Linked DNA regions of Hordeum vulgare: region 2 is linked to region 1. The links are chromatin contacts, called in public Hi-C maps. All regions are on one chromosome and are shown on one strand. Each heading gives the region's core, a stretch centred on a gene start, on an enhancer-like site or on the middle of the called end of the contact. The rest is flanking DNA. Distances are from core to core; before and after follow the strand shown.

Region 1 (3,457 bases), core at 251-2,750:
TTAAGGAGGCAGTACTACTAAAGATGACTGGGCGAATGCATCGACATACCGATAAACGTAAGATCCGTTGCCATCCAGGTCCTTGTTGCAAGCGGAGCAGGAGCCGGGCGTGGACTCCTCGTCGGCGACCAGCCAGTACAATTCAGCTCCTTCCTTGTCCACATCGATCTCCTTGCTCTCCCAGTCGGGCATGAGAACAGGACAGGGCTCCAAGATGCAGTCCCCGAAAATGCGGGTGGTCTTCGGATTGGAGCCGTGAGCTATGATGCAGGTGTAGTCCTCCGACTGTTCGACCTCCATCGCCGACACGGACCCGATGTACCTGCGTGGTCCACCAATCGACACCGGCAGCGACCCGGACGCAGGGAACTTGGCACGGTCGACCAGGTGGAGCTGAGCACCGCCGGACACGATGACCTCTGGACCAGACTTCACATCCCCGTAGAACCTAGTGCAGGGAACCGACATGCCCCCGGCGCCGGCGGTGGCCTCCGCCTCCCCGAGCTCCGGCTGCGCATGCCCGCAGTCTTTGGGCGGGGAGGTGTAGGATTTCGCGAGGCATTGCAGCTTCGTCGGGCGCATCTGGAACCCGAGCAGGCGATTCTTGGCGTCGGCGGCGGGCTCGGCGAGGCTGTCGACAAGGCCGCCCAGACCGACGCGCTGAGAGTCCCAGCTCCTGGGTGACCGCGGCGACCCAAGCAGCGAAGCGCGCGCGGTAGAGTCGCAGTCCGGCGTCCCGCGCTTGGTCGCCGCGAGCCCCACGAGCAGCCGCGGCACGGCGAAGAAGGCCGGGCTGCGGGGCCTCCCCCCAGCGGCGCCGTCGAGCGCATCCCCCGCCGCGGCCTGGTCGAACACCACCCTCCTCAGCATCATCCTCCCTTCCCTCCCTCCCGGCCCCGGCGCTCTGAAAACGAAACCAAAGATATGATCAGAAAGGCTCAGACGGCAAGGGATCGGCGCGGCCGAGACTAAAAAGCAATCACGCATCGAGAAACGGCCAAAATCTAGCACTGGCTACGATCCAAGAAGCACTGGGGAGTCGTCAAGAACAACGCGCGCGGGCGCAACAGGACAATCGGAGCACGAGTGACGGCAACGGGGGGGCAGATAGGCCTCGTCCGGATGAGGAGGAATCTCTGGCGACTCGCGGCCAAAACAACAAGAGAGGAGCGCGACCCACGCGCGCATCGATCTCATCCCATCCCCACCTGATGATTAACCGAAATCCCTCCTCGTTTCTTCCTCCTCGATCGCTCTCGGCTCGCTCCGCGATGCCGAGGAAAGGGGGGGGGGGGGGGGGGGGGGGGGGCGCGCGCGCAAGAGCAATGCTGGAACCCGACGAGGCGAGCCCCTCCCAAACGGAGCCTGCGAGGCCGCGGCACGGCACTGCACTGCACTGGACCCTGGTCACTCCATCCTCGACCACTAGAGTAGAGTAGAGCAGCAGGCTTGCGTCGTAGGGGCGTCGCTTTGGCGTGCAGTGCATCGAAAACAGAGCGGGAGCAGGGCCAGGCTGCAGGCCGGCGCAGTGATGGGCTTGCTTCTGAAATACTCTTCCCACTCATTCATGGATGCCAGACAGAGGCAGCCGCTAGGCGTGTAGCAACGTCGTATCAATACGACGGACGGCCGGGGCCGGTGGACTGGTGGTACATGCAAAATCTCTACTACATGCAGTACACTCTTGTGCTTCCAGTTCCCGGCCCGGGAACAGACGTGGCAGCACCCATGGCTCGCTCCGTGCAGACTCTTCTTCCATATTATAGTAGTATTTTTTTTAGCATTTCTGGTTTTCTACGATCTCACGTGACATCCTTGTTAGAGTGTTAGCTTGGACGTGATAACCCACTTACCATCTTAGGCCTACTCGACATCCGCGAGTTAAAAAAAATCAGGACACGCGAGTACCATACCTTTATAGACAACATAATATATATACAAAAGGTTACGGAATTTGCTAGTTAGGAGTCACAAGTTGATCCTAACCCAGTCTCCACTCCAAGCACGCAACGCTACTCGTCGAACATACGTATGTCTCTGCCATTTTCCACATCGCGAGATCATCAAAGATGAGGTCGATCGTACCTCATTCGTTTCGAACCACGTTCTCGTCAAACACTCTACCGTTCCTCTGCTTCCACAAACTCCATCAGATTAGCACAACCAGCGTGCCAAAGCTTTTGCAAGTGCACTTAAAGATTCGCATCCTAGTCACTGACCACCACTCCACCAATCTTGCATGTGGTGTTGGACATAGTTATGCGTCAAATTCCAACCTGGTGAAGCAAAGGTACCATATTTGCCTCGTGAAAACGCGTTGTAGCAACATATGGTAGATCGTGTCCTCATCTTGATCGCATAAGTAGCAATGCGAGGTATGATCATACAACCCATGCCTAGTCCTCGTGTCCGATGTCCACAAACGGTATTGTACCGTGAGCCACATGAATATCGTGCACGCCAGAGGGGCCCAACTCTTCCATACGACTGCATAAGATTGGAATCTAGTGTCGCCTTCACATAGTATCTTATATGGCGATGATGCCGTGTAGCCTCCTTCCGCGTTCCAAGCCCAGATCGGCATGTCCTCAGATTGCGGATTGATCTCCACCTCGATGAGAATCTCCCATAGCGTGATGAACTGAGCCAGACTTTCCGTGCACATCTCTCCTGTGATATCATTCGTCCAACCGTGCATGTGTAGCGCGTCTCTTGTCAATCTCCTCTTGGCTACTTGGGTTTTGACCCTAGCTACCACCAGAGGTGCAATATCGTTGATTGTTGTATCGTTTATCCATTTGTCTTTCGAGAACAAGACCTTTGCACCCAATCCTAACTTCCATTTAACCAGACTTCTGAACGCCTGACCAACTTGCCTATCCGCTTTTAGATTTAGCCCTTGCCAAGGCCTGGAGCAATCTGTGTGTCGTAGCCACTCCAACCGCAGTCTTAGAGCAATCCCATGCTTATATAGGTCGATCACGCCAAGCCCACCTAGTCGCTTAGGCCGGCATACACGATCCCAGGACACATCGCATTTGCCCCCATGTATCTCCTTAGTTCCGGCCGAGAAGAAAGCCCAGCAGCCTTTGTCCACCTTTTCCAGGGCCCATTTGGGCGCCTCCGCGATCATCAAGTGATGAGTAGCCCTAGCCCTCATGACCTGGTTCACAAGAACCAGTCGGCCGGGCCTAGTCACCAACCCCCTTTGCCATCCGGGTATAATGTGCAAAGCCGCATCCACAATCGGTTTCCATTTCGACCTTTGTAACTGCGAGATGCTCAACTATAACCCTAGGTATTTGCATGAAAATGTTTCAATTTTCCATGGAAGCGCACATATAACAAGCTCCTCGTCCGAATACTCAGATCTAATCACAATTGCCGAGGATTTATTGTAGTTGACCTTCAAGCCCGGAGCCACAACAAATATGTAAAACATCTCCATCACCGATTG
Region 2 (3,292 bases), core at 267-2,766, 480 kb after region 1:
GTGATATCTTCCCGTGAGTCCTTGGGTTTGATCGTACGCATTTGCATGTATGATTAGCGTACGACTAAACCGAGGGCGTCACATGAGGAATCCCCCTCCAATTCGTGAAAGATCGACACTTACGGGTCTGCCCCGTAACACCTCGGCTATGTCCGTTGTGGGCGCCCCAAAGAAGAAGCTGTCACGGGTTATCGATCCTGAGTGCGTTCAACACTGGGGCCCACCACCACCATGGTCAACGCCACATGGAGAGCCGTCTCTATGCATTCGAGGCGGCACGAGCCAACGAGCGATACGGGAGCGAGTGATCCACCCGATATTCATTCACATACTTGTGTAGGCATCATTGTATTGTTTGTGATCAATTTATCCATATATGTAGCTCGTACTACTAATTAGTACTCCCTTGTAACGAAGGGAGTACTAATTAGTAGTTCGAGGGAGTTAGTGTAGGCATTATTGTACTATTTTCAACTACAATTAATTAGGTATGGAGGGAGTAGTTTCCATGCATGCACTGAAAATGGAGTGATTCACATCACGCGTAGCCTCTACTAAGGCCCTGTCTTTTAAAAAAGTCTTAGGATTTTTTTAGTCCCAACTAAAAAGTCTCTAGTCCCTACCCGTTTCTTTCTAAGGACTAAACATGGACTAGAGGTTATTAAATGACATGCACAAAGACCATGTTACCTCTAGTAATATACTAGAAGTTATTAAATGGCATGCTAAAAGTAGGGACACTGTTGAAAAAAGTGCCAAAAAAATTCCAAAAAGTCCCTCCCATAGGGACTTCTTCCTTTAGTCCCAAATATCTCTTTTAGTTCCTAAAAGTCCCTCCTGTTTCTTTCACATGGGACTAAAAGGGACTTTTTTTAATCCCTACATCAAAAAGTACCTTGAGAGAAACACTCTAATTCCTTGTTAACGTGGATTCGGCTTTACTAACATGTTAACATGGATTCATATATGTAGCTCGTACTATTAAGTAGTACTCCCTTCGTTACTAAATAATTGGAACGAATGGAGTACTAATTAGTAGTACGAGCTACATATTAGTAGTACGAGGGAGTACAATTAATTAGGAATTGAGGGAGTAGTTTTCATGCATGCATGATAGGCATTGAAAATGGAGTGATCCACATCACGCCTAGCCTCTACTAAGTAATTCCTTGTTAATGTGGATTCGGCTTTACTAACATGTGAAATGATTGTAGACGGCTTGGACGACGATTGATTGGGAGATACCAGACGCTGGACAGTAACACATTCCCATACATATATAGATTACGTTTTCCGTTTCTTTCACTCCGGAACAGATGATCAACACTTGAAAGAAAAGGAACTCTCTGGACTGGTTATAGAGGGGTATCAGGGTGTGTGGGGAGAGATTGTCGCTCTCGCACCACCCGTTCACAAGGGAAACGTTTTAAGGTTTTTGTCCACTACTAGGAGCTTTCCCCGCACCCGAATCATTCCCTTCTCTTCTCCCACAAGCACAGCCCCGTCTCCTCCTTCGTCGCTCACATCTCCCCCGGCCCTTCTCTCGCCATCCCTTGTGGTATATATATATATATATATATATATATGCGCACCCACCCCGCACCTATATCCCTCCAAATAAACCTCGTGTTTTTCCTGCTCGTGCTCATTAACTGCCCCCTCTTAATCACCTGCCCAAACCAGCGTGCTCCGATCCTTATCCCTTGGCTCGACCGTCATCACCATCAACTCATCATCGTCGGCCTTAACTCCTCCCCTCGTCGTGGCTGGATCATCCACTGGTATAAATAGGTGGTGGACTGAGGCACGTGCATGCATTGCAGCCCGGCCAGCATGCAGCTCCACCTCTCTCCGTCGGTGGGGGCGCCCTTCCGCTACGGTGAACCGCGGCTGCTGCGAACCCTCGTCAAAGGTGATGGATCCATGCCCCTTCCCGTCATGCTTTTCGCTTGCGGCGCTGGTTTATTTCTTCTTAGCTTTTGCAAACGGAACGCTGTGTTTCTTCTGCTATATACGGTGTTTCTCTTGCATGTATATACGGCCGTTAAAATTACTAGGAAACTAGAAAAATCCTTCATCAGCTTAGTACTGATCACTCCTCAGTGTCAAATACATGACCCATCAAGCTTTTTTTCTTCTCTAGCATCGTCCCTGCCATTAATTTTTATGGGTGCAGCGTATATACGTAATCCTTCACCAGCTTGGTCAGATCCACTGCATGCTCAGCGTACGCCGCGTAATTTTGCCACTCTTCTCTGTGGATTCGCCGATCTCTTCTTCTCCGGTATGATGGATCTTGCAATTTATTCGTGAACACGTTCTGTGGCACGAGTTCTTGTCTGTCACTCGCCGGCAGATTGCGATGGTTGCTGCAGTTCTAGTCCGCTGCCTGCATCTGGCTGCCGTTTTGCCCTGTTCACGTGCTGCATGCCAATGCCGGGAGTGCCGTAATGAGCTTGAAACGAGACCGAAAGTTCTTTTTTTCTTTCTGTGTGCGTGTGTATATCCACATATCTTTTTCTTTTCTTTCCTTTTTTTTTGGATGACATATATATATATATATATATATATATATATATATATATATATATATATATATATATATATATATATATATATATATATATATATATATATATATATATACAAGCGATAGTCACTTGTGAGGTGAGAAAGATTGAATTGGGTCTGATCGCTTTGGCTTTGAACAATCAGGTCCATGCCGTTTCCGCGGCAAAGGAGATGCCGCCGTGGTGGAACCCGCCGGCACGCGCGTCGTCGCTCGCCGGACCAGCAGCGTATCCAGTGCTAAAGGTATCACACTGCCTTGACTTGGGCTGGGACCCGGTAATCTTGTGTCCTGTCTCTCACTTTGCTTTATGCCCGCCGCTCTTCTCCATCGATCCCTCGCTCGCTCACTTTTAGCCTTAGCTTTTTTTTTTCTTCTTTTTTTGCGTCGTATAAGTTACTACAGCACCGCAAGCGTGCCATACTTACTGTTTTTTATTTATGTTTTGCATGGATGGCAGTAATGGCACCGTCCCGCTGTCTTTTTTTCTTGTATATATGCTACCACCGCAAGCGCCGTATACGTTACAAGAAAACGTCTTATATTCTCATACGGTAGAATGACACGACAGAAGTACTATGTGCTATAGTATAGCCAGCACAAGCGTCGCCTTTGTACATGCCAATTACAGTACAAATCTTAGCCTAGCCGTGGAGTGCAGGCCAGCTCCCGTTTTCGTGTGTTGATTTGCTATCTGCCGTATGCACCACCAAATTGGCAGTT

The links. Hi-C and Micro-C count contacts between places; a contact is called where the count stands out from the background.
Region 2: a Hi-C map of leaf shows a contact between it and region 1, with 4 times the contacts expected there. The contact joins the promoter of LOC123427038 here to the promoter of LOC123427028 in region 1. A contact is called at or near these places in 1 of 6 Hi-C or Micro-C datasets (leaf) and 1 of 1 datasets of contacts at active chromatin or transcription factors (embryo).

What each region holds. Positions count from the first base shown.
Region 1 is chr1H:130,124,142-130,127,598 of MorexV3_pseudomolecules_assembly, forward strand. It overlaps LOC123427028 (FCS-Like Zinc finger 10-like), which reads right to left and starts at 1,501. Exons shown (of 3, transcript XM_045110962.1): 1 at 1,209-1,501; 2 at 50-904. The coding sequence starts at 1,486.
Region 2 is chr1H:130,608,365-130,611,656 of MorexV3_pseudomolecules_assembly, forward strand. It overlaps LOC123427038 (ent-copalyl diphosphate synthase 1, chloroplastic-like), which reads left to right and starts at 1,517. Exons shown (of 14, transcript XM_045110982.1): 1 at 1,517-1,912; 2 at 2,716-2,814. The coding sequence starts at 1,813.